Regions from separate parts of the Mus musculus genome. Here all the other regions are linked to region 3. A link is a contact called in public ChIA-PET and promoter capture Hi-C data. All regions are on one chromosome and are shown on one strand. Each heading gives the region's core, a stretch centred on a gene start, on an enhancer-like site or on the middle of the called end of the contact. The rest is flanking DNA. Distances are from core to core; before and after follow the strand shown. Region 1 holds the start of Inpp1 (inositol polyphosphate-1-phosphatase). Region 2 overlaps Stk17b (serine/threonine kinase 17b (apoptosis-inducing)). Region 3 holds the start of Osgepl1 (O-sialoglycoprotein endopeptidase-like 1). Region 4 has its middle 35 kb from the start of 1700019D03Rik.

Region 1 (7,263 bases), core at 4,356-6,855, 500 kb before region 3:
CCATCCCAAAAGCTGCAGGTAGTTACAGATCATAGGCTCCAAAGTGCTGTTGCCAGGCCTAGCAGGACAGAACCCACCATCTTTGTTCCCACTACCCAGAACCAGGTGCTCACTTAAACAGCTGTTTCAAGATATGGAAGAGAGCAACATGAAATTCCATTGAATTATCAGTAAAGGAACTGATAAAAGAGTATTTATAACATCATTAGTTTAAAAAGATCAGAGCACTAAACAATATGCCTGGCTTATTAAAACCACAGAGTACTCTTGCATTCCTGCTAATTTTAACCATAAACTGCTTAATATTTATCTCCCTGATCTTATTCTTATTTTTATTTCCCCCATTTTCTATTAATGAGGCTTATAATCACTCATATCTCCTTTTTTCATTTGTTTTTTTTTTTTTCAAGACAGGGTTTCCTCTATGTAACACTGTCTGTCCTGAACCTCACTCTGTAGACCAGGCTGGATCTGCCTGTCTCTGCCTCCCAAGTGCTGGGATTAAAGGTGTACACCACCACCACCTCTTAGCTATCACTCATATCTCTAAAACAGACTTCTACTCATTCCTAATACAAACTGAGGTTGTACACAAGTCCTGTAAATTCTAAGGAGTTGAGTAGAGGTAAGTTCTGAAGTTTGGTAGTTCAACTCCTCATTGAAAAGACTGCTACAGGGCTCTAGGAGCTAGCCTGGAGAGACAGAGCATCAGCTAAGAGCACGGGATGGTCTTCTAGAGGTTGATTTGAGGCATCCATGTGACTCACAACTGTTTGTAACTCCATTTGCAGGGGCTCTGACACTCTGTAGCCTCCCTGAGCACCAGACATGAATTGATGAACACACACACACACACACACACACACACACACACACACATTCTCTCTCTCTCTCTCTCTCTCTCTCAAACACATACACAGAGAGAGAGAGACAGACAGACAGACAGAGAGAGGAGGGGGTGTAAATATTCGTAGGTCATTTTCTAATAAAAATCTCAATCATTCGATTTTACCAATGAAGACTTGGGAGCCAGATGCTGGGGTGGAAAGTCTGCTAGCTTAGAGAGGAAGAGGAAGCACCCAGCTGACCTTCCTCAGCAGATGTCCCAGAAGGAATGCCTTTTCTCACACCACCACAAAAACCTTTTTCAAACTGCATGCCCCTGCCTTCTAATTCCTGTGTGTCTCTCTATCCATCCTCCTGACCCCTTCTTACTCACTATGGATTTTTCTTAGTAATCCTGTGCTCACACCCTGTCATCTAGTTGCCTGCTCTGCCTCTTCACCAACTTTAGATGCTTTTATTTAATCCTGTTTACAATATTCAAGCTGAAAACTCTTGGATTAAAGGTGTGTGCTAAGGCTGAGCGACACTACAACTAAAAACAGGTTTTTCCGGTAAATAATACAATCTTGGGATGCCCAGTGTGATCAAATGCAACACCAAACACATAAAAAAAGGTAAGCTGCTAATAAGAAAAGCCAGGGCATCACCATTTACCAAATTATGTTTTCCTGAAGCAAAATTAAGATTTGGTCATTTTAGTTTTCTCCACTGGTTATTTATACCAATGGGAAGCTTAGCATTGTCACATACATTTAAATAGCACTGGTAAAGTTAGCTAAATTAGTTTAAACTTAGATAATTAATTTAAGAGATTTAAAGTATTCAGCTGTAAGCCTGGCATAGTGGCGCTCACCTTTAACCCCAGCACTTGGGAGCAGAGGCAAGTGGATCTCTGAGTTGGAGGCTAGCATGGTCTACACAGCGAGTTCCAGGACAACCAGAGCTACATAGAAAAGCCCTAAATCCAAAAAACAGAAAAAAGAATTTAGTCGCTTAAGGTTAAAACCATCATGCAATTAACCTCCCTTTCTAACAATGGAGGAAGGAAGGAAGGAAGGAAGGAAGGAAGGAAGGAAGGAAGGAAGGAGGGAAGGAAGGAGAAATGGAAAGGAAAATAAATTCGAATACATTCCCCATTGTGATAATCAACCTTAATGAATATTTTTAATTCTATGTTATTTGTTTTTATATAAATGGCTATTTTTATGGTCAAATATAGGTTGTTTTTGGACAGGTTTGTAAGTCATTTCAGCAAAAGCTATAGATAAATTATTTGAAACTGCATGCTGATTTGCTGACTTTCTTCTTTCATCAGAAAGAGGTAACATACATCTACTATGTGATAATATCGGGGCAATGGTTTCCTATGGACTACTGGTCATTGTAAATTAAAGATGCATTTATTAATTATGCATTAATAAGGAGGTCAGGAAGATGGCTCCTTCAGTAACATGTCTGTTGTGCAAGCATGAGGAGCTGGATTCCAATTCCTGGCACACACATAAAAAGCTGGGCACGCCTGTAATTCCAACCCGGGGACGGGAGCAGAGAGCTCCTGGGATCTGTAGCAAGCGTCACTGAATTGGGGAACTCAGGTTCAGTGAGGCCCTGTCTCAAAAATGAAGTTGGAGAATAGTTGAAGATGACCTGAAGTCAACCTCTGGTTTCCATGAATGAGCATACATGTGTGCACACACACTGGAACATTTACATACAAATATACCACACATACACAACAGCAACAATAAAAGATTCAGTAATCAGGACATTCCTATGACCCTAGGACTCTGGGGAGGAAAGAAGACAAAAGAAGGAGAATCAGTTCAAGACCAACCCCAGCTGCCTATTTGAGGCAGCCTGGACTACATAAGACTATCTTTTTTAAAATCCACTCATGGAAAAACTTAATAATATGAAAAGACTCGATTAACATTGTGCATATCATGATGGAAATGAAATCACCAAAATATGTTTACAAGCATACACTTACAACAATCACCAGAATAATAAGATATGTAGATTTCTTAAATGGGCAATATTACATAAATAAATATTATATAAATAAAACCTCAGTTTTATTAAAGAACCTTTTATATAGATGAATCCTGAATGATTCACAGCTATTCACAGTTTGGCAACAGTGCACTCTCACCTGCAGATTTCAGGACTGCCTAGGTATTTGTCATTGCTTATGCTTTTAAAAAGTTACCATCGCTGTCTATTTTAATTGTATTTTTGAAATTATGACTTGTAAAGTACTAAGTTGTGGGGTATGGAGGGAGCTCAGTCAGTAAGGTGGATTCCAAACATGCCTGGGGCCCTGGGATCCGTCCCCAACCTTGCACAATCACCTAGTGTGGTGGCACTCGCCTGTAATGCCAGCACTGGAGAGGGGGAAACAGGAAACTCAAGCTCAAGGCCACCCTCTGCCTCCCAGGGTTTGAGTCCAGTCTGGGACACCTGAGACCCTAACTTTGTAGCTAAACACTGCGACCAAGTTGCAACCAAGTATCTTTTTGTGTAGGTGGTTGTGGTATATGTGCGAGTGCATGCATGCATGGTCCAGTGTTTGTAGATGCCTGTGTGCATGCATTTGGAAGCCCAAAGCTGAAGTTTGGTGTCTCCATTTATTTATTGTAGCAGGGTCTCTCACTGAAGCTGGAGCTCACTACAGCTACCCTAGCTAGTCAGCCTGTCCTAAGAATCCACCTCTGCCTCCCGAATGCTGGTAGTGCTAGATGAAGGCTAGGCCTACCCACCTTTTGTATGGGTTCTTGAGACAGGGACTACTTCTTCAGTGAGCCATGCCCCTCCCCACCTCTGTCTAGCCTTCTACTATTATCTTCCATTGTTAGTAAACAGCTACGTTTAGGAAACACAACTCCATACTAATTGTGAGAAACAGGAAGCAACACTTTTATTTCCAAACTAACCCAGACAAAAGCCCAACATTGAGTCATTCTGAGCTTCTTAGGACACCCTAAGTATTTTAAGGAAGACATTTATACAAGACTCCCACCTGGGGAAAGTCCACATCTGTGCCACTCTTTAAAATGGAAGATGTTTGTTTTTAATTGATTACTTATTTATCTTTTAGGCAGTTTTGGTGTAACATGAAATAGAATAAAGCATCATTTTTCTAATTATTATTCAAGATCGAAGTAAAAGAGGAAATACCTATATAACGATTTACCTTTATTGCTTGTATTTTTATTGGCCTTCTGTGTCTAAAAATAAATTAGAATTTTTTCTCCAATTACTCCAAGTACAAGTATAATCTAAATGTGCAATAATGAACTTCACACTACAGAGTGAGAGTCTAAGGTGCAAGTGGTGGCTTAGTTCAAAAACTTGCAAAGAAGAGTTCTTAGTCTATTCAAAAACTGAAGTGTAACTTTATGTGTCTTACACAGTCTTCTTCATTGCTAAGAATTAACTGCAAAAGTATTATAAAAGTCCTTTAAATGTAAGTTCTTAAGAAAACAGCAAACAGGCACGTGCAGGGGTTAAAATCGGCTTTCCCGTTGCCTGTATTTTCCCTTTCATTCTGTACTTTCAGATGCCTGACTGAGGTCATCTTGCTAGTCCATCAGCCAAAAGTAGTCCCTGGGGTTGTTTTCTTCCTTAGATTGTTACCAGGTGGGTGGACCTAAGTCTTACCATCTGATTAAAACTGGGAATTAAGGGCAAGGAGCCAAAAAAGCAAAGCAAAACAAAACAAAACAGAAAGATTCATTCTGCATGGGATACATATATATTAAGAGTCCTGTCCGCACGGCCTCAAGCCGCAGTCCTTTTGACGCGAACACCCTCACACAGTGGGCAAACTTCCACGTGTTCCGGTCCTAGTTTTAAGGACAGAAATCTCCAAAGTACACACCGCGCTTGTTAACGTGTATTCCCTAGATTTTTCTTTCACACCTCATGTCTGACAGTCCATATGATTTTTACCAAAGCCAGGTTAGATAATTTAGATGACACCCTTCTATGCTGTCCACACCCACTGCCTAGACATGTCTCACAAAACCATACTTCAAAATGTAGAAAAAATATACCCCCGGACTGTTTAGTCTACACCCATCCAATGGGTCTCTAGAGACAGTCAACGTGGATCCACGTTAGAAGCATCTCTCAGGCAAACTGCTCCCCTACTTCTTGACAGCTACGCCACCTACCCGTGGAACCTGGGCCTCTGCTTCTGACCATTCTCAGATCACCTCATTCAACCTAGAGGCTAGTGGTAGGAATGGAAAGAACCGAGCAGAAGAAGCTACTCTGCGGGCGATTGGATTTCTTTCGGTGGCTTCTGCAGAGCTAAGGGGGCGGCGTGATCCGCGAGCTTAGCCTCTCGGTTCGGGGTTCGGGCTCTGTGTGGGTGGGCACGGGCAGGCCGGAGAGGCCTCGATGCAGCGACCCGGTACCTCGCAGGCCCAGGCGCCGAGGCCAGTAGCCTTCGGCCGGAGACCGACTCACCTGCCCTCTGCAGAGGCGATGGAGCGCGCGAGGCTCGCGGGGACCCAAATGCGCGGAGGTGGAGACGCTGGACACCGGGGAGGGGTGGCGAAAGCAGGAAAGCGGATTACCTAAGCGAGGATGCAGAGCCCCAAGGAGGATACAGCCTTTCCCAGAGAAACGGAAGAGGCGGAGGAGGGGCGAGAGAGGAGGAAGGGAGTGCCAACGCCTGGAGGTGGTCGCGCTGGGACCTGGCGCAATCCTCCTGTGGCGGGCACAGCCGGAGGGCAAGCCGCCAGGAAAACACCGGAGGTCACCGCAGCGAAGGCGGGGAGGCGCCCTGCCTCTCTTGGCTCCAGCAGTGCAGCCCAGTTTCTGCCAGGTCCCGGCCCCGCCTCTTTCCCCCGGGGCGGGTGGCCTCTTGCTTCTGGGGCGGGCGAGGGCATCCCACGCCAGCCAGCCTGAGTCTGGCCTCCGCGACGTCACAAGTGAAGCTTTGTCAATTTGCTTGAGAGGGCCAGAAAGGTCAGGGTTGCCTCAACCACAGTTCTTGGTGTGCATTGTTTCTTCAGAAGCACCCAAAAAGTCTTTGAGAATATTCCTCCTCCATTCATTTGAACCCTTGGTGTTATGGGTTTGACAGATGGTTTGAAGCTGTGAAGTTGGACTTCCTGCTAGAATGAGTCCCCCTGTTCTAATAGAAGCGTCTAGGTTCCTACATGTTTGTTTAGTCAAAGCAGTGTCTTCTGGACCTTATTAGTTGTGGGTCAAGGCCCAGCCAGGCAAGAAGCACATGTTGGGTGGGAAACTCATCTCTTGCTGCAACCCTTTTAAACTAATGCTCAGTGTGACTTAAAGATATAGTTGGGAGTGGTAGGTGGAAATAGAAATGGGTGGTGATGGACAAAGGGCAGCAAGGGTAAGAATTTTAAAAAGGGCAACATTCAACTTTGGGATAGAAGGGGCTCAGAGTCTCTGTGAGTGCTCTGGGCCCTTCTGTCCTGGTAAGATTTATCCGGCTTCCCTGTGATTTATTCTGTGGCTGGAACTGGGAAGCACTTCAACAATTCTAGCCTGCAGGCTTTCTCATCAACCTCTCCCCAAGCTCCCATTTATTTATGCGCAGTACTGCGATGGCACCTCACCCACTTCCATTCCCCATCCGCCTTCCATTCACTCACAGGTTCAGTGGATTCAGCCTTCTTTCTCACTTTTACTTTGTTTTGTTTTGTTTTTGGTAAGAGTCTCACTTTATAACCCTTGCTGGCCTCAAATTCGCTATCCTCCTGCTTCTGCCTTCTGGGTGCTGGGAGTACAGATGGGTGCTACCATGCCTAGATCCTCATATTGTCCTTTAGTTCCATTCTCTTAAGTCCATTCTTGGTGTTACAGCTGATATTAATTATGAAATCATATCCATGACAGCAAAATCAAGGAATAATATAAATGTGACATTTACCATAAGGAAATGGGAGTAGATTTGTATCTAGGAGCAGAACTGGGGAGGGGCTAGAGTAGGAGCTATGACTCTAGCCCATTTCTCTGCAGGTGCAGAGACCACCCTACAATACGTATCTCACTGGATCACTTGCTTGCTCTGATCTCTATTAACACTTGGAGCAAACTGCTGGTGATCAAGGCACATTTCCTCCTCCTCACTGTCAACTTTGCCACTCACACTTAGTGACCCTTTTACCAAACCGGATCTAGATGTCAATCCACAAACTTTTAGAATTCCATGTTTATGGCTGCCATTGCTATTGCAGCAGTCTCTTGCAGCTCTAACACACAGCTATAAGAGCTGGATAACTGGTAAGTCTTACCTCATAACTGATGAGATGGCACAGCAGGTAAAAGTGCATGCCACCAAGCCTGATGAACTCACTTGGATTTCTGGTACCCACATGGTGAATAGAGAGGACTGACTCCCCAAAATTGTGCTCTGGCCTCCATTTATGCGCCACA
Region 2 (7,948 bases), core at 4,823-7,322, 450 kb after region 3:
GGAGGAACTATAAATCGATAACTAATTTTTCAGCATTTATGCTTTAAAACTGCAACTTAAATCCTGAAAAGGAGCCAGGCGTGGTGACGCACACCTTTAATCCCAGCACTCGGGAGGCAGAGGCAGGCGGATTTCTGAGTTCGAGGCCATCCTGGTCTACAAAGTGAGTTCCAGGACAGCCAGGGCTATACAGAGAAACCCTGTCTTGAAAAACCAAAAAAAAAAAAAAATCTTGAAAAGGTAGTCTTCAATGATATTTAGCCAATACTTTGAATTTTAAGATTACTTTCTGCTATTCAAAAGAAGGAAAAACATTTATAAATTCAAAGATTAAACAGTAATCACTTGGTAGATAGATATTTCTAATCTTTTGTTTCTGTATATAGTTTTTTTTTATAATTAAAGTAGTACTGTGTTTATTATAGAAAATTTAGAACATAGGCAAAGACTATTTAAGAAAACAAAAATGGCTTATAAACAGAAACCATATTACTCTATATAAAATAAGTATTTATGCCTAATATATACCTTGAAAGAGTTGTCTGGAATTAAAGTAATCCAATAAAATATTTAGAAACCTATTTTTTTATCTTGCAGGTAAAGAAACTGAGTCCTCTAGGAGAGCATCTGTCAAACGAGAAGTCTAGAAAGTGAGACCACTGGCCTGCAGGCTGCAGCTCTAGGGCTTCTTAAACAAGAGCTGTGCTTTTATTGCCTCAAAACTGCCAATAATCAAGGGTCTGGAGCGAGGGTCCAGTACTCTCTTCCGTTAATTCTACGATGCACTGCATGTTTAGTGCATGCCAGGGTGAAAGAGACTCTCTACTTCCAGGATGTCTGCTTTTTTTAAGCAATCAAAGTTTGAACATTTTTACATATAAAATGAAGCCACTCATGAGTATACATTTATTCCTTTAAGATCTGGTGTTCAGTAAATTCTGCCTGTTATGTAACAGACCAATTTAACTAGAAATCATTCACACTGACATCCCATTGTAGTAAGCCATGGATTAGCAGTTGGTTGAGAAAACATTTACTTCAAATCTTACCTTCATTCTAAACTTCCTGTTGTAAGTTATGGCTTTTTTTTTTTTTTTTTGCTTATAGATACATATTTGCTATTTAATGGACTTTTATATCAACTTTATTTACGTTTTATCAATGTATAATTTTATATAACCTTAAAATGTACCTTTCTTGTGACTTTAACAGTAATTTTCTTTTACTGTCATTTTTTAATTTTTTAAATAGGTTTCACTGAAATAATTCTATACATGCACATAATAGGCTTTGTTACTGAGACACCCTCCCCGCTGCTTCCCCATAGCCCCACCTGCTTTCCTAGTAGTTCCCTTCAACTTCCTGAGAATCTCGCAACAGTTTCCAAACACAGGATAAAAGAGCCATAAGTGACATTTTGGGTAGAATGCGTCTTTAGCAGGCACACATTATTTGGTTTGTAATAATTTAATTAATAATTTAATAATTTAAATAAGGCCATTGCTTACTCTGGGTTCTTTACTAGAAGGCTCTGGATGAAGTCTGTGGCCAGCTGTGAAACTGATGAAAACATTTCTTCTGAATAATCTACATTCACTTGAGAAATATTCAGATATGTTTCTTGATTATCTTCTCCTACAAATGGTGATGTATGAGTTAACAACATATACGCTATTATGCCAATATTCCTGAAAAACAAAGGAGGGAGAAGGAAACTTAAAATGCATCAATTTAACAGTATTTATAGGCAGTACAATTAATAGTCCACAAGTCTGGCAAAGTTTAAAAAATACTTAAAATGACTTCTAGAGATTACTGTACCACAGAAACAAAAATAGTTGTGTTACATTTGCCTCACCAAGAGAACAGGGAGTCCACAGATATGTTACATATAACTTAAACATAATCCATTGAAAATATCATTTTATCTACAGCCTTCAGTACAGACACTTGTTGGTCTGCCCCATGAGAGCCAGGGTTCTGTGAAAAAGGCTACAAGTCTGACAAAGCACAAAGCTGGCTGGGTAGAACTTCTCAAAGCTGTAAATATGTCAAGAGCAAGGCGGCCAGGAACCAGAACAAATCAGCACAGTATGCTTTACACGTGGACTTAGCCATCAGACCTTTTGTGCCACTACAAACCCATTAGCTTCAAAGACAATAAGGCTAAACTCTTCACTTGGACTACGAAGTCAGTTGGTCTCAACAGAAGTTCCAGTGCCAATACCTGTGCTGCCCCCTGTGAAGGTCTCTCTGAGATGGCTGCAAACCCCATTATTCCCTACAGGTGAACCCTTAAAAACTTAAGCATCTGTGTGCTTCTGACCTCATTCTGTTCAGCAAATACTTAACTCTTCTAGACTGGCATAGTTAGGCAGGGCCTCATGTTTTGACTGATGTGTCATCCTAGCTTCCTGAGCAATTTACTTGACTACAGAGTGTGTGTCACTGATACAGGCTGGTTCACTCTTACTCAACTGAGATGATCAATGGGAGGGAGTTTCTATTTCTATGTCTCTGGCTCAAGAGCTTACTGAGAAGTAGGTAAAAATTCTTCAATGGTATCTTTTGAATAAAATTTTTGAAAGAAAGCCTTAGGAGAGTCAGTGGGCTAGCCAAGTCAGCTATCTGAATTGGCCCACCCCAAAATCTGTATCATCTGTGAATGGCTGGAAAGCCTGAAAGGGTCAGTCCTGCTGTCCCAACACTGCAGGATTTCCATGACACAGGGCAACAACAAGATAACCAAGAGGTGTCGCAGTGAGGATCCAATATTGTTGGAAGCCAGAGACCTCAAACCAGACCAATGACTCATTGCAATGAACATATATGCAGACAGAGGGATCTACTGTGGGACACACTGTGACACACTACAGCTCCCACAATGAGATGTTTTCTATGCTTTGTTTGTCTGTTTGTATGTATGTGTTTTATTTTAGGGGAGGAGGTTATAAGGACGATGGGTAGAGATGAGGGGATGTGGAGATGAGTGAGACAGGGGTAAGTGATGTGAAATTCACAAAGAATCCATAAAAATATTAAAGCTGTTTTCTATAACCTAAGTATATATTATTCAATTTTGAAAAATGGTTACTTAGGTCACCAGTAGTCTTACCACATATCTGTTGCTGTGGTAATGGGATCATAGTTGAGGATTTCTGGAGCTGAAAGAGAAAATTAAGGCTCAGCATAGGCAAACTTTAAAACATGATTATCACCTCACATTAAATTAGAAAGAACTTGATTTGTCATAAAAGGCAGAGTAATATAAACTCAGTAGAGATTTAGTAGGGTTTTAATTACTTTGAAATTAGACATTAAGACATATTTAATATTTGAAAATCTCATGAAGAAGTGGGCAGTGGACCAAGCCAGTGCTGTCCTAGAGGAGCTTGAGGCTCTGCAGTAGGAGAGCCAGTGCATCCCAGATGACCTCAGGAAAAGTGTTAGGAAGAAATGAAAAGGCAGGAGCACAATCTTTACAAGTATAGTTTTATTGCTTTTTACTAACTTATATTATCTTGTTGGCTTCATGTAAGCTTATCTCTTAAGGGTAAAACAGATCATGTTCTTAACATGTTTTCATCTCTCCAAAAAGAACTTTCTCACCTCTAACATTCTCATGATTCATACCTTTGAATTATATATGTTCAGTGTTCCCAAGCTACACATGACCTTTTTGTATATTTTTGTGAACTATGTTATTATTAACTATAACTCTGTAGTACAGGACACTATAGCCATATTAGCATTCAAGAGTTAGCGATTTTCATTTCTGGGATATAACTGCCTAGCTCATGAGACCTGTTCTGTTTGCCATTATCTTTTCAATGGAAATATTCATCTGAACAATAACAGAAGGTAAAAAAAAAAAAGATAGCTATCTCAAAATATTTGATGCTTATATGCTTTTCACACATCTTAAGAGTTTGTTGTATGAATAATCAAATTTGTTAATTTAGTACATCATCCTAGATTATCTCATCATCTTTTCTGGTATCTTTTTGCCCAGAAGCCTCTTAACAGTCCTATTAGAAACCCTCACATTTGAAAACAACAGCGACAAACACTGAGCGGCCCCTGTGAAACCAAAGGCTGCACTGTACACAGCTCGCTCTGGCCAGGAGCAGACAGAAGCAGATGTAAGAGCCATTGCAGCGACCTCAGAGGCTCTCGGACTGCTTGGCTCTGTTTCTCTCATCGCTATCTTTTACCAATTTGCTACTGATTTCCCTCTTATGCTTTCCTCTTCTCCTTACATACAAAGCCAGTATAAACACGTACATACGTTTATACTTAGCCCATGTCCTGTGAGTTGTTCCAAATGCTTACATATTCCTGATTTCACTATAACTCATCTAATGAGTCATAAACAAATTTGAATGCATTCAACTTCTGAATCAAGTGAGTCCTGGTATTGTGTAATCTAAAATAGGTGAGGGCTTTCCGGTTTATTTTTGGCACTAAGCAAGCACTCTACCTCATGAGCTATACCTCTATCATAAAACATACTGTTAAAGAATTCAAAATGATATAAAAAATAAGATGGAATTCTTACCTAAGTATTCAGGTGTTCCCATGATTTCCCGAAGCTCACTTGCATTCCCAATTTTTCGAGACATTCCAAAATCTACAATTTTTATGTCCCCGAGTGGGTATATACTGCTCAAAAGTATATTCTGTGGCTAAATAAAGCACATAAAAGGTGATGAGCAATAGACAATGAAGGAGGGTACTTATCCTATTATCCTAGATTAAAGATAAATTGAGTAGAACCTGTTGCTTAGAACTTACACGTTTCTTAGATACTTTATCCCAATATCCACTGAACTCCCAATTAGGAAGAGTACATATTTCATGATGAGGAAATTCACAGACACGGACTTTTAGTTTTTAAGATGTACCAAATTCTGTCCATGAAAAGTTGAAGTGGCAAGCACACGTGTACACATACACACACACACACACACACAGAGAGAGAGAGAGAGAGAGAGAGAGAGAGAGAGAGCCAAGCACATGAAGTCTTTGCAGTAGAGATGATGCTCAAGCCAAGTCTTATAGGAAATTAAAAAGGCCTGACTGATAGCAGAGTAAGCATGAAAGAATTAGCATACATATCCCATCCAGAGTAGAAAGTGATTCTGAATCATGTGATGGCTCTAGATGAGCTGGGCCTGACTGTCCCAAGGTTTATAGCTTAGACATTAAGATGTATGTATCCTCCACTGTCTCCTAGAGACATATGATTTGACTTTCTTGTTGCAGGTGCAGACTATGACAAAGTCCTATCAGAGCCCACTGTAAGTGTAGAAGTGCTGCTCAAAGTCTGTGCACAAAAAATCCTAACAGTCTTAACTGGGTGACAAGAGACTACTAGAAGAGACAAGTCACCTCTGTTGCCAGCTTCATGGTTATGGTATTAAAAACCAGGTTTACAGGCTACCCCTACTTCAAGTGCTGTATGAGTCACTTTGCCTTGATCAGGACAAAGACCAAAAATTTGCTGGTCATTGATAATCACCCAGCTACCTACTCTGTTGCCCCTTTCCCATTTATGTCATTACAGAAGAGCCAGTGGGGAGGCTGGACTGGAAAATTTTCCTTCCTCTCCACGAGGGACAAATGCAGATGGTGCTGGTTTTTTGTTGTTGCTGGCTTTTTGTGTGTTTGGTTTCGGTTTTGGTTGTTTTCCTAAGGGATAGAAGAGACAGCTGGACATTGTACATTTTAAAGTATTTACAGAACTTTCAAATGGATTCAAATTGAAACCACAGTTGGGAAAAGATTTGGAAATCAGAGATAAGCCTGGGCTATGGCATGCAGTGATTTTGGAATTATGTTATGAAAGTGGCAAAGGAACCCAAAGGCTCATACAGACAAACTCTATAGGCAGAGTGGAGGCCATTGTTTAATAAACACAAGACAGGTTCCTTCAGACTTTAAAGTCTGTGAGTAGTTGTGGAGAAAGACAAGAAAGAACAGCATTACCAGAAAGCATCGAGTGGTTCTGGGGACTAGGGTAAGGCCTCTGACTAATCTGCACAAGACAAAGGCCATCACGCTTTAGAGAAGATGAGTGAGATCTGGAGCAGAGCAATAAGGAGCAAAGAGAGCACATTAGACAGCCATCAGCACCAATCTCTTCAAAGGGAGGCGGTGCTAGGAAAGGTCTGGGTCGGCCTCTAGGAGTAGGGGGGAGCAGGAACTAGTATAAGGATGATGGGTTTTAACTCAAGCTTATCCCACATGCAGCTTTTCCTGTCTGCAATACAAAGCTCACAGCTCACACACAACTCACAGTTAACACAGCTCACACAGCAGAGGGCACCCACTGTAGTCTAGAGGACCACAACACAACTTGCTTGTATCAACAGCACCCTAGCACTGAACCTCCAAGAACACAGAAGGAACACTAATGTTGTGTTAGTTTAAATCACATTAACATACCTTTAAATCAAGGTGAACAATGTTATTCTGATGTAGATAATGAACTCCTTCAAGGATTTGTTTAATGAGTCTGATAACATCATTTTCAGATACCATTTCGGCTAACTCAGGTAAACACAGGTTGAAAATTTCTCCACCCGCAGCACTGAAAGAAAATTAAAATGGAACCTTTTAAAATCATTTACCTAAAAATAACCTTTAAATACTGTATACCTATTAAGTGAAAACCACACAGCCATGTAAATGTCAGGTATACCATCTCTGTCTGTCAAGACTAAGAAACATGTTGTAAATAGGATTCAGTGCTCTCAAACTTCAGTTCCAAGTTGAATGTTCCAAGCACCAATGCAGCTGTAAGCTGTCACTGATTAATCTGTACGCAGCGTTCCAAGGGAAGGATTTGCTGCTGGCACTGTTTCATGACAACATAGGAAACACTATCAGCTGGTAAGGAACATGTCTGAAGGCACCAATGACATACACTTCACTTCAATCCTATTCCACTCATTCAAAACATGAAAATTCATGAAACTAACTTTATTATCTGACTTGAGGTATCATGATAAGGCAGTCTAAGTATCAGAAATTTCACACCACTGTTGTATTTATATTAGTAGTTATTGCATTTATATTAGTAGACTACAAAATCAGGCATAGGAAGGCAAGATAGGAAACGTGCAATCTGAAAAAGAAATAAATTTATCTTCATGAATATTTAATATACTGGCCACTTTATCTGTGCATCAGTGTTTACCTCCCACATCCTTCCCTGGTGTGTCTTGAAGAAGGAGTGGAAGTCCATAGTGTAGGCTGGCAATATACCTTCACCCCTCCCTTTTTAGTTAAAACCGTTTACTGTAACTAAAAATCCCACTCAAAAATAGATTGGCCTACTATATTCCTGCAATGGTGCCACTATTATAATACTGCGAATACAATTCTAAGAAAGTAAGAAATGAAAAGATGACACGCTAGGTTTTCAGAAACTTGTTTGCTAGGCACTTTACAAGGTATAGAATACACCATGAACTGAGAAAATCATACAAAGCAAGACACAGGTCACCAGGATGCTCACAGTTGTGTCACAGAAATCAAGAATTCATTCTGGCTGCTGTTAAATTAGCTATCACATGGACTTTTAAAATGTCTTCTACAATGACATATTTAATCGAAAGAACTTTGTAATTTCCTAACAAAAAAGGGTATCTTACAAAGGCAAAGTTGCCACTTGTTAATTATAGGCAAGTTCCCCTTCCAAGCTATTCTGTTTCAAGGGAAGCTTTTGCTATATAGTCTTCAAAAAGCTAAAGAGTGTAAGCCATAATTAATTTTAGTTTGCTCAAAATTCAGCATTATTAAAAACTTCATATGCCTATTTAGAAAACACATTCTCTTTGATTGGATTTTTAGGTGTTTTCCTTAATTCCTGCATATGTCTCCAAATCACTTAGCAGGAACAAGGTCTTCACATCACAGAGTGACAGTGACTAGACTAGTCTCA
Region 3 (7,258 bases), core at 2,242-4,741:
TGAATTTAGAAATCACTTGTTTGATACCCCCTTTGTATGTTTGCCTTTTCTTGTGTATCTTTAAATAACTGGTAATTGATGCTTTAATAAAAGTTTTCTTTGGTGTAAGATTATTTTAAGTTTTCCAAGACAGTCATCACAACTACACTGACACTTTTCAGATTTATAAAATTAGCTAAAAATGTTCCTCTGTTTAAGTACATTTTTTTCTTTATTCTTTTCTTTTAAAGACAGGGTCTCTGTGTATAGCTCTGGCTGTCCTAGAACTTGTTCCGTAGACGAGGATGGCCTCAAACTCAGTGAGATCCACCTGCCTTTGTCTCCTGAGTGCTAGTATTAAAGGCATGAGCTTTAATTAATTTAACTGCCCAGTTTAACTTCATTTTTGAAAACTAGTTTTTTGCACATACTGTACAAATAGGAATTTCTCTTCCCATTTTCTGTGCTTTCTACTTTGAATGCTTTAAAACATATTTATTCGTAGCTATATGAGGGTTTGCTTGGTTATGCTGTTTTAGGCTACAGAGTTTGTAAAGAAGAAAAATGTGTGCCTTCTGTAGAGGTGCTTACAGGTACTTGAGGAAGTGAGGAATACCATGGAGGATGCAAGGTAATGGATGCGTGGACATTAACATGTAGCAGACCTACAGCATTTGAATACTGCTGAATAAGAAGTGGAAAGTACAGCAGTCTAGAAAAGATTGCCAGGAAGAATAGTAACGGATTCTTGAACTCCAGAAATGTGTTTGAGATAACTCAAGAAAGCCACTGGCACAGGGAAAAGAGAAAGGAGAATGGCAGCGTGAAAAAGTTACACAGAAAATGAGAGGGATTCATTTTATTCACAGCTCACTGACTGCTGTTGAAAATGAGCTGAGAATAGAAAACAGAATAGTTGGGAAGCGACTGCAGCCAAGCAGTTACTCAGACTAATCGGTAGCATGTAAAATGGTAAGTGGTCAAATGTGCACTTCATGGATGACACTGTTGCAGAAAGAAGAAAATGAAGCGATTCCGTAATCACAGTCCTCAAAGCAATGGAGTCAGCCATACATGAACTGAATGAGGAGCCCAAACACCCTGTCATCCTTTGAAAGTGTTCTTCATGACAACAATGAAAAACGTACTAACAAAGTATAGATCTGAAAGAAGTAAAGCAGGAACATGGATGTGTGAACATCCATGTCCACAGCCGCATTCTTCACATTAGCCACAAGTCAAGACATGCCCATATCAAAAGGGATGGATAAAATAACGCATTTATGCAATAATATGTGATTCTATGTTTAAAAGGGAATTTTGATATATGGTAGACAACAGATAACCTCAAAGACCCTATGAAGTAGTCACAATAGGACAAATGTGGTTATGATTTCCACTTACATTCATAAAGACAGAGGAGAATAGTTGTTGCCAAGATTGAAGTATTAATGTTTACCAGCTACTAAATTTTACTTTGGGGAAGATGACTTTTGGAGATCAATGGTAGTGAAGAGTATAAACAACAAGGGTTCTTCAGACCATGTATTCTCTCTTGGTTCTCTCTATGGTTATCTGCCATAAGAAGATAACCTGAAGGACAAGTTGTAAAGTAAGTATAATACCTCAGCAAACGTAAGAGAAAAATCCTCCAAAAATGAAACCAGACGAACAGTATTTCCTATAGTACAAGGATTTTTCTCACATCAAAGATGGAATTGCTTAGTAAAGAAGACTGGAAAGGAGAAAGGCAGCTGGCCATAGAATGCATGACTGATTTGAGGCTGGTGTGTGACTCAAGTGGGAAGCAATTCCTCAAGCTTGAAATATTAGCCATTAAGAGCACTGAGTTTATATCTACTGCTTTCATATAATATTCATTTGATCTTCATTGTGGTTTATTGAAAACAAAGATGAGAGACCAGCAGACTCACTATCCTAGCTCCAACATTATTACATTTTTTCACAAGTTAATAAACTAACAAGTTCTGATGACTTTTAAATGGTTTTCTAGCAATTTGTGATGTGTGACTCAGTAATCTAGAGTCCAGTCACTTCCAAGCCAAAGCCTGGAGAGGAATCAGATGCAGAAACCAAGGAATTAGGTCATGATCTTGCCAGGCTACAGATACAGCCATTCAAACCACTCAGCCTTCTCCAGGTTACTCCACTTTGTGTGCATTTCCAGTTCTCTACCTTTCAATTATCTGCATTGAAGATCGAGGGTTAACCTTAAGTTTTTAGCTCTCACAACTAAGAAAGTACCTGCCATAAAGGAACAGTCTGGATGAATGTGTGATAAAGTCCAGGTAGGCCTACAGGAGTGGGTATTTGTAGTCCCAGTTACTGTGGAGGCTTACAAAAAGAAGTCCGCGAGTTCTGGACAACATTGCAAGAACCTGAATCATAGATTTTTATATTTCATACACATGTACATGCATCTAAGTGGAACACGTAAGGTATAAGTATTGTAAAATTCTTCCTATTAAATTCACCTGAAGGTTACAAATGAGTTTGACTTCTGGTATTTAACCAAACAGGTTCCAGACTCAAGGTTGCCCTGGCCCATTCTGTGTTAGTCAGAGGCACTTAACTCTGTGACTAAATTCATTCAAAATTAGCAGCCCAATTATCTGTAAATGAGGCCACCAAGCACAGTATCTCCTGGATGTGTTCCTGACCCTGCTGGCACAAAATTGTTACTTTATTGTCACAGGTTGAAAAAAGTCTCAATTTTTTTAAAAGTAAGTTCAATATTGTAATTATGAATTTACTAGTACCTTCTCCTAGAGTTTAGTGTAAGTCTGTGAGAAGAGTTACCTGGTGGTGGTGGTGGTGGTTTTTTAACTCATCAAAGCAAAGATCCAAGCCCTTCCCAGCCTTGCATTGTAAAGCCTTTGCTTGCTACAGTTTTAAAGTTTAGGTAGAGAGGAAAGATTTGGAATACATCCATTTGATTGTACTAACAGGTTCACAAACCAGACCAACAAAAACAAAGCAAGATGCAATAATTAGTACATGCTATACAGAAAGTTGAAAGCTGACCTAGTAATCCGGGGCTATAGAATGCCATGGGTGCTTCACTTGGGATGATAAATGCAGCAGTTGTTTAAACTGTACAACCAAATACACTTCACTGAGAATCAAGTGCTGTTTTTGCGGGTGTTCTGACTTCTGATGAAAATACTTTCCCCATGAAAATGGAAGGTTTCTCAGGCCACTACCTTTTAAGTCTGGTGACAGCTTTCCTAAAATAGAATGACAGTAAATCCTACCCTTTTTCTCTTGGTGGCAGCAAAGTTCTAACGGAGGGCAGAACCCTTTCCTTAAATGCGGCATAGTGTGGGCACAGTGAGATCTACTGAATCTGGACACCTTTTCATGAGTCGCTATCAGCGTGACTTAGTAAAAGACCTGGTATTCACAAACCTGGCAGGAACGCCTGGGGCTATAAGAAGTTATTAAGCATTTCTTTACTAAGACAAGAGAAGGACCGCCGGCCCAAGGGCGGTGACGTCACTTCCGGGCGCCTGCGTAGTGCGGGCGCCCGCAGTTTCCTAAGGGGAATGGAGACTGCTCCCGCGCACGTCTTTCCTGTCCCAAGCTTTTGCTCACCACCAACAGAGACTCCGTTGCTTTCCAGCAACAGATTCCAGCTGTGTTGTCCAAAACTAATTCTTCTGGAGAGGCTGTGGGAGCTCACGACTGAAATCTGCGCGTAGTTTACTCTCAGCCCAGTCACTGCAGGTCTGCTTTCCCAGTTGACGCGTTCACTGTATTTCTAACCCCAGTTTTGCTCATTCCACACGTCTTGCAGTGTGGGAATACTAGAGTGTTTATGTTTAGTGATGGATGGATTGCTACCTTTTGGGGAGGAGTTGATGTGGGGAGAAGGGTTTAGGAAGAGGTTTGGGTGGTGAACCTATTACAAAAAGTGGAGATGTGAATCCGAAGATTGGATAAGTGTTTACGGTTGTCTTTGCAGAGATGCCGGGGGTTTTTGCTTGTTTTTTACAATGAACTTTATGAGAGGGCTTGCTTCCAAAATACAAAATTAAATCCTGATTAGTGAGCATAATATTTTAATAAACTGTCCAAATGCAGTACACTATTTTCTGGGGGAGAGGGGAGTCAATAAATGGGAGGCCTTTATTTTTGATTTGTTCTATTTGCCTTTAATTTTTAACATCACTTTAAGTAGTACTGTCCACATAACTATTATACTATAACATTAACTGTTGTATAAAGTGCGTGTTGAGCATGGTTTACCCAAAATGCCTGGACCAGAAGTGTTCCAAATTTCAAAAAAAAATTTTTTTTAATTTTGCGATGTGCCATATTCGTGACCAATTTGAGGATGAAACCCAGGTATAGATGTGAAATTCGTGTTTCATTTGCATCCTGTAAACACAGCTAAGGCAATTTTATACAATAATATTTTTAGTACTTTTTGTGTTTCCACTAACAACTCAGGTGGTAGCGTGCTTTAGAGCTTCTTTCACTTTGGGGGTGCTCAACTTGATACATTATAATCATTTTATATGCTTCTCATTTTTCTCTTGCAAAATTTGATTTATTCCTATCTAGTGATTTCTAGGACCTCTAAAAGATTTTGATAATGTTTTTACAAATGTTCTTAAAATTTTGAAGTCTGCATACTTAAAAAATAAGATAACATTCATTATTTTGTTTAAATAAATGAATTCATTGCAAATGACATAATATTTCTGTAACTCTTTTCTAGGAAGTATTTGTAGAGTAACAAATATGCTAATGTTAAGAAGGACAGCAGGAGCTATTCCCAAGCCCCCAAAGAGTAAAGTTTATGGATTTTTAAGAAGATTTAGTGTTCATCCCAGAACTCTCTCTTGTCATAAACTGGTCCTGGGAATTGAAACCAGCTGTGATGACACAGGAGCGGCTGTGGTGGATGAAACTGGGAATGTGCTGGGGGAAGCACTGCACTCCCAAACTCAGGTTCATCTGAAGTAAGTAGCAAAGGTTTGGGTCATTTTCTGCCTTTTTAAAGAAAAATGTCACCACTCTTTTCCATTTATCATGTATAAAAGTCAAAATTTAATAGTTAAATTCTTTTCTATTGTATAAGACCACTAAGTACCACGATAAATAGCTATGCCTTATGGTACACACCTTTAATACCAGCACTGCAGAGGTAGGCAGATGTTCCAGGCCAGCCAGTGCCACTCAGTGAGACTTGTCTCAAAAAAGAAAACAACAGACAAACCAAAACCTGCTGTAGAAATATCTCATACCTTGTCTTGGCTTTTAAGGCTTCCCCAGTTCACAGTAGGGTCTCAACATTTGCCAATCCTTATAACAGAAGGAAGCAACAACCATTCCCAGAACTAATAAATTTTATGATGTTTTTCTCAATGATGCCTTTTCCCCCTGTATATATGCTTTGTGGTTTCAACAGCAGTCCCAGGAAAGCATCATCTGATAGTTTAAAAAAACAAAACTATTCACATGTACACATAGAATTCACATAGTACTTAAGACATTGTTGTATTAAGCTTGGGTTTTTAAACCCAGCTGTTTGCAGATGACCAGAGGACCAGTGACTTAAACAATTGGACTGGATATAAAGTGTAAAATATACTTAGCTTTAACCAATTGTCACTCAAGAATGTAAAATGATTAGAGTATTTAAAATTTAAAATTTAAAATGATTAGAGTATCATAATTTTCAAAAGAAAGTGGAAATCCACATTTTAAACATAATCTCTAGTTTGTGTTTTTTAGATTACTCTAAAATCAGGTGGGAGTTTCACCTGTCGTCTCTACTTGCTTGCCTCAGGCTGATGTGTAGTTACATAATCTGTCACACTGAGAGCATGCATTTTTTTCAACTTTCTTGTCTGTAAAATCCAGATAATCATAATGCCAATGTAGTAAATGTAAATAAATGTGAATTATTTTAGCACACTTGCTGTAGTTTTTGACAAGTATAAGTGGTTCAATACAGTGTAGCCATTACTAATAGCAGTTCTGTGCCTGTCAACACAGTGAAGAGATCATTGCAGGGTAGGAAGTGTAGTAGTAAGGCACTGGTTGCTAGCATGTCCCTTCTTTCAGACCACCACTTTTTCCTTGCCACTTCCTATCCAAGTCAGCCATCCAGCTGTTGTAAATATAACCCTCAAGTCCTGCTTCCTCATCAACTTAGTTCAGTCCTCCCTTGCCTCTTACCTAGACTCTAACTTCAAATTTAAACAATGTCCTTATCTCTGCATTTCCCTCATCATCTGCATTCTTTATACAAATTAAAACATGATTATAAAATGTGTTCTCATTGCTTATTGGAGAATAAGGCCACCGTTTTACTCATTATTTGTCTTTATTGTTTAGCATAATTTTTATTGAAGAAAACACCAAAGAAGGCATGAAATGGCTATAAAAAGGAAGAAATGAATGGGAGGAAAGGACTTGAACTCAAACATTCAAACTCTCAAATTCCAATCAAATATTTTGATATGGAAAAAAACCAGTCAGCATATTGCTTTCTAGTGTTTTCTGACATCACAATCTGTGATGGTCTCCAGGAATCAAAAGACACAGCTAGAAAAGTAAAGAGACTTTGCATTTGGTGGTGGCAGTGAGAGTGTTACTAAACTAAACATTAAGTGTGGAGACTAAGATAAAATGGAATGTTAAGGGGAAGTGAAATGGCTCGTTAGTAAAGGTCCCTCCTGACCAGAGTTCAGCCCCTGGAACTTCACATGGTAGGAGGAGGACACTGACTCTGCAGGTTGTTTTCTTACCACCTCTACATTCACCAGCCCTCCCCTAAATAAATAAAAATGTAATCTAAAATGTGTAAATTACGTACTAGATTTTTTTAAATGAGCCTTGAAACTCAAATGACTCTGAGACAAATAAGTATATAAAGTAGTAACTAAGTGTTTATTGAATGTTGTCAGCATTTTCATATCTGTATAGAAATTATCCACCTGGTCTTAAAGTGGCAAATATTTTACAGTGATGTGTTCAGACCAGAGGTAAATCTTACAGACCCTGTGTCAGACTGTAAACCAGTTACATGCTACTATATTTGTTGCTGGCCAAGTTCCACCTGTTGTTTTTCCCATGCTCGAGACTGAATGCAAGGCCCTGAGTATGTTAGACAAGTGCTTTACCACTGAGCTGTATTCCCAACCCTCCCTGCTAATTCTTAACATTTGTGTGATCAACCGCTGTCCCACATAGACCCAAAATCCCAACCACTAACTCTGAGCACTAAATTCCCAAACTTTATTTT
Region 4 (7,767 bases), core at 1,500-3,999, 330 kb before region 3:
CTCTTCACAATAGTCACAAACAATATAAAGTATCTTAGTGTGATTCTAACCAAACAAGTAAAAATTCTGTATGACAAGAACTTCAAGTCTCTGAAGAAAGAAATCAAAGAAGATCTCAGAAGATGGAAAGATCTCCCATGCTCATGGATTGGCAGGATTAATATGGTGAAAATGGCAATCTTACAGAAAGCAATCTACAGATTCAATGCAATCCCCTTCAAAATTCCAACTCAATTCTTCATAGAGTTAGAAAGAGCAATTCTCAAATTCATCTGGAATAACAAAAAACCTAGGATAGCAAAAACTATTCTCAACAATAAAAGAACTTCTGAGGGACTCACCGTCCCTGACCTCAAGCTGTACTACAGAGCAATAGTGATAAAAACTACATGGTATTAGTACAGTGGCAGTCAGGTAGATTGAATTGAATAGAAGTCCCAGAAATGAACCCATACACCTCTGGTCAATTGATCTTTGACAAAGGAGCTAAAAAAAAAAAAGTGGAAAAAAAGACAGCATTTTCAACAAATGGTGCTGGTTCAACTGATAGTCAACATGTAGAAGAATACAAATTGATCCATTCTTATCTTTCTGTACAAAGCTCATAACCAAGTGGATGAAGGCCCTCCACATAAAACCAGATACACTGAATCTAATAGAAGAGAAAGTGGGGAAAAGTCTCAAACACATGGGCACAGGGGAAAAAACATTCCTGAACTTTGGAATCTCCAACGGCTTATGCTCTTATTGACATCAACAATCTACAAATGGGACCACATAAAATTGCAAATCTTCTGTAAGGCAAAGGACACTGTCAATAGGACAAAACAGCAACCAACAGTTTGGGAAAAGATCTTTACCAGTGTCATATCCGATGGAGGGGCTAATATCCAATATATACAAAGAACTCAAGAAGTTCGACTCCAGGGAACCAAATAACCCTATTAAAAATGGGGAACAGAGCTAAACAGAGAATTCTCAACTGAGGAAACTCAAAGGACTGAGAAGCACCTAAAGAAATGTTCAACATCCTTTGTCATCAGGGAAATGCAAACCAAAACAATCCTGAGATGCCACCTCACACCAGTCAGAATGGCTAAGATGAAAAACTCAGGTGACAGCAGGTACTGGCAAGGATGTGGAGAAAGAGGTGGTGCTGGTGGGATTGCAAACTGGTACAACCACTCTGGAAATCAGTCTGGCAGTTCCTCAGAAAACTTGACATAATATTTTCTGAGGATCTAGCTATACCACTCCTGGGCATATACCCAGAAGATGCTCCAACATGTAATAAGGACACATGCTCTACTATGTTTATAACAGCTATATTTATAATACCCAGAAGCTGTTAAGAACCCAGATGTCCTTCAACAGAGCAATGGACACAGAAAATGTGATACATTTATACAATGGAGTACTACTACTCAGCTATTAAAAACAATGACTTCATGAAAAATTTTAAGCAAATGGATAGAACTTGAAAATATCAACCTGAGTGAAGTAACTCTGTCACAAAAGAACACATGTGGTATGTAATATCCACTGATTAGTGGATATTAACCCAAAAGCTGGGAATACCAAAGATTCTAAGAAGAACAAAGACCAAAATGTGGATGCTTCATTGCCTTTTAGAAGGGTGAACAAAATACTCACAGGAGGAAATATGGAAACAAAGTGTGGAGACTGAAGGAAAGGCCATCCAGAGACTGCCCCACCTGGGAATCCATCCCATATAAATCCACCAAACTGGGACGCTACTATGAATGCCAGGAAGTGCTTGCTGATGGAAGTCTGATATTTCTGTCCCCTGAGAGGTTCTGACAGAGCCTGACAAATACAGACGTGGATGCTTGAAGCCAACTATTGGAGTGAGCTCTGGGGTCCCTGATGGAGGTGTTGGAAAAGGGACTGACGGAGCTGCAGGGATTTGCAGCCCCATGGAGGGAGCAACAGTGTCAATAGGGCAGACCCCCTAGAGCTCCCGGAGACTGGACCACCAACCAAAGAATACACGTGGAGCAACCCATGGCACTGGACACATATGTGGCAGAGGATGGCCTTGTTGGATATCAGTGGGAGGAGAGGCCCTTGGGCCTTGAGAGTGTTCGATGCCCCAGTGTAGGGGAATGCCAGGGCAGGAGGACTGGAGTGGGTGGGTGTGGGGGTGAACACTCTTGTAGAAGCAGGGGAAAAGGGGTGGGAAGGGGGAGTTCCAAAGGGAAGACTTGCCTGAAAAGTGGAAAGCATTTGAAATTTAAATAAAGAAAACATCGAATCAAAAAAACAGTTAAGGGGAACGGTGAGAAACAAAATAAGATCTTACAAGCTGCACAATGGTTTGTAAAATCTTTGTGTCTTGGGGTAAGTCACTTAACTTCGCTTGGTTTTAGATGGTCTAAAATTTGGTCCAAGGAACTGCCTCATGCTTCGCCCCCAATATCCCAAGGCCCCCAAACCCAGCTGGTTCTAAAAAGACAAACATGGACGAGGATGTAGAACAGGGCCCTGGGAAGGACATTAGCAGTCAGAGAGAACATCTCTCAAGCTAGATGGGAAGCCATACTGTCTGCAGGCAGGGCACTGAGGAGGAGGAAGCCCAGAGAGCAAGTGTTTCCAGCTCCAAGGTCTCCTCTAGGGGCGAGTCTGGTCTACTAGACTATTTATGGAGATGCTCTCCGGACCTAGTTAGCCCACAGGCTCTTTAGAATATCGGTGATTACACAGCACACAGCTCCCTGCCTCCTCATTTGCTTGTCAGCTTCTGTTTCTTGCTCACAGGATGGCTCTGTTCTCTTTTCTGACAGATGCTGCACCCTACCGAGTACTAAAATTAGAATATCCTATATATATATATATGAATCACCTCTCCTCTCATGACCTTAGAACAGCCTTTTGTTGTTCATATTGAAAACGGATTGTTTTAAAGAAAAAAGTCTAAAAAACCTGAAATGGGCTTTTATATTTAAAGAGGACAATTTAGTTGCTGGCATATAGCAAGTATTTACTGGCTTTTAAAAACGTGTTGATGGCTGGACATGAGTGTGTCAGTCAAACAGGTCATAAAGATACTCAAAATAATTTCCATTTTCTATATCAGTGTATAAAGATATTTAAAATTCATTTTTATTTTGTCTATATATTTTTTAATTATAAAAAATAATTTATGGATTCAATTTCCAATGGAAAAATTTCAGCATAAAAGAAGGGAAACTATAGCTTTTCACTATACAGCCTCACACTCGAGCAAAGAGTTAACTGTTACTCTGAAATTAATAGACTAATTAAATTACAAGATATGTAAAACAGTGCTCTACAGCTCTTACAGAACAAGACAAATGCACATACTGATTTATACCAAAGCAAAACCCATGCCAGTTAAGATAGATGCAGATTGATTCCATAAGTAGCACATACCAACTGCAGAACATTATGAGAAACCGGACTGCCACTGTGATGACTGATGCAGATATCCTTGTGTCCTTAGGTTAAAAGATGAATGCCCATGTTCAGAAACAGAACTGCATATATGCCAGCTCTTTTCGGCACAACTCTAGGAGATGTCATGCATAAACACCAGCATCCACCGAGTGGCATGCCCACAAGATGTGGATGGAAATATTGAAAAGCTACAGCTAGTCTTAGGATGGGCTTGCCAAGCTTCAGTGCTTATGTTATTAGAACACTTGCTTTGCTGTGTGAGTTTATACTGAGGTCTTAGCTTATTTGGCTTGTTTTGCAGCACATGTATCACAAAACCTGTGTGCATGGAGTATGTGAGTGCATATATGTATCCTGTAAATATATTTATATATTTAGCAATATATAAAAAAACTAGGTATCTGTGACAGGTAATGTGTGTATTAGTGACTGTAGTACAACTGAGGCACTCTCTAAAGCCATGTGAGAATCATAACTATGCATTATTTGTACAGTTGAAATATCCTAACTCCCACAGGTTTCTAGGTCACATGGCCAATCCCAGCAGAGGCAGCATGGGGGAACTCCAGAGCCATCTCATGACACCCTCCACATTTTAACTCCTTAGTTCCTTTCTTGGATAAGGACAACAGATTACACACAGATTCTATAGTTTCAGAATATACTTATATACATCATATATATATATATATATATATATATATATATATATATATATATATGATCAATTCATCTGTAACTAAATAACCACTTTGACTATTACCAGGCTTAATTTCACGTAAAATATTTTCTGTACATTTTAAGCACTTTATGTTTTTTAGACCAATCGGCTATTTGTGGGTGGGGAGCGATCTCAGAAGATTTGGTACTTTTTGGCATCTCAGTGGATTTGGTTCATTTTTTGGCATCTGGGTGGATCACACTCCTGCCGAGGCCAGTCAATCATGGTCTAAAACCTCCAGCGCTGTATGTCTAGTAAATTCTCTTTCATTATAAGTTGATGATTCCAGGGTATTTGTTACAGTGACTGAAGTTCCAGTGGGGGTATGTCTTCTTCAGAAGAGAAATAGAATCCCAATTGCATGGGAGTCTTAGAGAACATTATTCGGGATGTCTGCACTCCTTTTCAAGTAAAGCTTGGAAAAAATACAAGCCAGGGAAAATGCCAGGGTCTCACCACCCTCCTCACAGGGCATGCTCCCAGTGACCTAACGACACCTCACTGGGCTGGGTCTGTTAAAGCTCCTCCCTAGAAACCAAGTCCTTAATACATAGTTTAGATCTAAACTGAGCACGATGAAGCTGCTTACCCACACTGAGAAGCAGAACTTCCTTCTTCGAAAGAGAAAACTGTATTCTGCACTTCAGACTGACCACTGCCTCCTCATTTTTCCACTGTGAATGTTACTTGAACTGTTCTCCGAAGTTTTGATAAGTTTTCTTGCTGTTTTACATAAATATATGTGCACAAACTCTATATCTTAGGTATTTGCTTTTAAAAAATTTCTCATAAAGTAATTGGCTGTTAAATGAAGCCTTCATGTATCACATGCAACAATCTCCCTTGCTCTCAGCAGTGTGTAGACCTGTGGCCTCCCAGGCCTGTGGGGGAGAGTCCAGAGAAGGGAAAGTTAAAACAAGGCTGGGTGGTAGAGGCTTTAATCACAGCACTCAAGAAGCAAAGGTAGACTGATTTCTGTGAGTTCAAGGCCTTCCTGGACTAAGGAACTAGTTCTAGGACAGCCAGGGCTCCACAGAGAAACCCCATCTCAGAAAAAAAAAAAAAAAAAGGTTAACAAAAGTATTTCCGGTACAATCTTAGAAAAATACAAGTGGATTTACAAGCAACTTCTCTGGAATGGATTCAGATTAGGTTTACACAGATGTTCTACTACTTGAACGTAATCTCTTCTTACAGATCTCCAGTGGCTGAAGTGACCTGGTATCATTTCATATGTACTTTAGTGTGAGAGCGCAGTCTGCATAGTGCTAGGGTGTTTGACATCTCTGCAGTATGTACAAATACTCATCTTGTCCAAGACTCATTGGCACAAACACACTGCTCTTCGCTCTGGCTTGAGGCTCTGGGTAGTAATCTGGGGACATGGGGCTGAAGGGTGAAACAGGATGAAGCTAGAGGAAGGCGTTCTGAGGTTAAGAACAACAAATTTCCCTGGAACTCGGGGCCTCTGTCATGGACGACTGGACACATAGGCATTCTGCATAAACCAGTGAAGTCACTTGCGACCAAGCTTGACCTGAGAACCATGGAGTCTCAGATGGCTTAATCCCCACACCACTAAGGGCACTGGTTGCGAACAATCATATATATTTCCAATCTGAAAAAGTACAAATTAAGCTTTTCCAGTTTGGAAAGACTTAGTGCAGTTACTCTGAGCAGCTGCACAGTCCTGCTTCAGGGCTCTGATTGCCACAGAAATTGCTGCCTGAAATGTGGTCCACTGGCTCCCACTAACCTGTGTATTTCTAGTTAAAGGAAGATGTGCGTACCTTTCTCTCCCTGCCTCCTCTGTGTGTGTCCTTTCCAACCATCAGTAACTTATTTAAACCTATAAAATAATAATTATTATTATTATAATAAAGAGTGTGGCAATTCCTTTGATGTGTTCTATTCACCTGTCAGCAACTAAAACTATCTGCACTGAAACCAAACTTTTCCCATCACCTTTGTCTCCCTCAGTCTGTTACTGGGCCCAAGTTTATATCCTTTGTTTTCCATTATGGTTCTTTAACTCAAACCAATGTATTTATAAAGACTTACATATGCAGGAGCATTGACTATAGTGACTTTACCAACTGAAGTGTCCATTGTCAGAGGATACAAAGTAGTATTCCTCACTCTCATTTAACACATGTGTTTGCAGTACTAAGTAAAATACTGTTTGAGAGCTGTGAAATAAATCCTCTGGATTTTCTTACATGTAAGAATTACAGAATTACTAAGACATTAATCTTGTTCTTTGAAAGGTCATTTAAAAACATGTTCTTGGATTTTATTTTATACTTAAAATTTTTCTGTGAATAAAAAATTTAAATATATGCAACACATTCCATTAAACCCTTATCATGTGTAGAGTAATTAATTAATATAATTATTAAGGGCATTACTTTTCTAAAAAGATTTTGGGTAATCAAAATTATCATGTATTTTTATGTAGGTTGTCTGTTGAAATTTTATAACTCTGAGACTTATGTAATTTCATTAGCTTGTCTCTTTCAAAATCTAATTAGGAATGTGAGTATGACAGAAGAAATATATTTAAGTTTTTACAGCATTACACCAATGGACATATAAAAGAGAATTTCCCATTAACTTTGATTATAATAAAAACTACTTATATTAATTCCCTTCATGAAGCTTTTCTGAGACAAGTTAGAGTAAGAATTGTTTATTTTGCCTCACAGTCTCAGTGTGTTTCGTCTATGGTAATATGGTCTCATATAGAATATCATGGCATCAAGAGCATGTGTAGAAGAAGGTCCTCTATGCGTTGTGCACCAGAAGCACAGAGAGAAAAGAAGTTATCCTAGACATTATACCCCGAAACCTGCCCTTGTGATCCACTTCTTCCATTAGGCCCCATTTCTTAAAACTTTCCAGAACCTCTGAAAATAGAACTTCCATCTGGGGACCTAGGTTTTGACACATGTACCTGTTGGGGAGGGATTTTCCATAGTCCATCCATGTTACACCAGGCATCTTCTTTGTTTCACTGGTTTCTCAACAACTGGTTCATCATGGAATGATAGGGAAAGAGAAAAACTCTTCAGATATTTCCTACTGTAAAGTTATCTCTGCAGTCTCTGGAATGGCTGTATTCCTGGTTCACACCACATAGAATAAGCACAACATTTATATCCTCTTGAAAACTGTTCTCGAATCCTTCAGGTCACCATCTGCACTTGGGAATTAAAGCTGTTCCACAGCCATATGTACACAGGTCCTGCCAGGAGTGAGCTGGTCTCCCAGGAGTGCTCTTACCCTGAGCTCAGAGGTGAGATAGCCACTTTCTCCCCAATAACTGTCCAAAGCCCTCCTGGTCAGAAGCGCACAGGGCACACAAACAGTAGAGCAGCTGGGACAGGATCCTTCCAGTCACCATCTGCACCCAGAGCAAAGACTGTTCCACAGCCTGCTGTACACAGGTCCCTCCAGGTGAGAATTGGTCTCTCAGGAGTGCTGGAACAGGCTTACAGGCCCACAAGAGGGACAAGCTCCAGCCAGAAACAGCAAGACCAACTAACAAAGAGATCACTAGATGGAGAAAGGCGAGCATAAGAACCTTACCAAGAGAAATAAAGGCTACT

What was found. Promoter capture Hi-C pulls out the DNA fragments that hold promoters and counts their contacts. ChIA-PET counts read pairs in DNA pulled down with a chosen protein or histone mark.
Region 1: a promoter capture Hi-C map of pre-B cells shows a contact between it and region 3. The contact joins the promoter of Inpp1 here to the promoter of Osgepl1 in region 3. A contact is called at or near these places in 7 of 39 promoter capture datasets (the C10 cell line, hematopoietic stem and progenitor cells, hippocampal neurons and 3 more), 1 of 115 datasets of contacts at active chromatin or transcription factors (astrocytes) and 1 of 9 other capture datasets (adipose tissue).
Region 2: a contact with region 3 is called in an RNA polymerase II ChIA-PET map of memory CD8 T cells, with 13 read pairs. The contact joins the enhancer-like site here to the promoter of Osgepl1 in region 3. A contact is called at or near these places in 4 of 39 promoter capture datasets (the 3T3-L1 cell line, the C10 cell line and the HPC-7 cell line) and 2 of 115 datasets of contacts at active chromatin or transcription factors (effector CD8 T cells and memory CD8 T cells).
Region 4: a promoter capture Hi-C map of hippocampal neurons shows a contact between it and region 3, with 4 times the contacts expected there. The contact joins the enhancer-like site here to the promoter of Osgepl1 in region 3. A contact is called at or near these places in 7 of 39 promoter capture datasets (the 3T3-L1 cell line, the C10 cell line, the HPC-7 cell line and 4 more) and 1 of 9 other capture datasets (pancreatic islet).

Annotation. Positions count from the first base shown.
Region 1 is chr1:52,812,083-52,819,345 of GRCm38.p6, forward strand. It overlaps Inpp1 (inositol polyphosphate-1-phosphatase), which reads right to left and starts at 5,606. Exons shown (of 6, transcript NM_008384.2): 1 at 5,320-5,606.
Region 2 is chr1:53,759,474-53,767,421 of GRCm38.p6, forward strand. Stk17b (serine/threonine kinase 17b (apoptosis-inducing)) reads right to left here. Exons shown (of 8, transcript NM_133810.3): 4 at 6,448-6,592; 5 at 4,559-4,685; 6 at 3,116-3,164; 7 at 1,509-1,688. Gm32311 (a long non-coding RNA gene) reads left to right here. Exons shown (of 5, transcript XR_373404.3): 5 at 598-1,472. Among named protein-coding and RNA genes, the nearest start is that of Stk17b, 22 kb to the right of the region's middle. Within about 2 kb of position 6,073, at least 20 of the 459 cell types and tissues checked have an H3K27ac peak or open chromatin away from gene starts, as enhancers often do.
Region 3 is chr1:53,310,133-53,317,390 of GRCm38.p6, forward strand. It overlaps Osgepl1 (O-sialoglycoprotein endopeptidase-like 1), which reads left to right and starts at 3,492. Exons shown (of 8, transcript NM_001285839.1): 1 at 3,492-3,726; 2 at 4,724-4,967. The coding sequence starts at 4,747. Ormdl1 (ORM1-like 1 (S. cerevisiae)) reads left to right here. Exons shown (of 4, transcript NM_145517.4): 4 at 1-113.
Region 4 is chr1:52,984,157-52,991,923 of GRCm38.p6, forward strand. It overlaps a transcript of 1700019D03Rik not described here. Among named protein-coding and RNA genes, the nearest start is that of 1700019D03Rik, 35 kb to the left of the region's middle. Within about 2 kb of position 2,750, at least 20 of the 459 cell types and tissues checked have an H3K27ac peak or open chromatin away from gene starts, as enhancers often do. A contact at or near this core is called in hippocampal neurons, where this site is marked.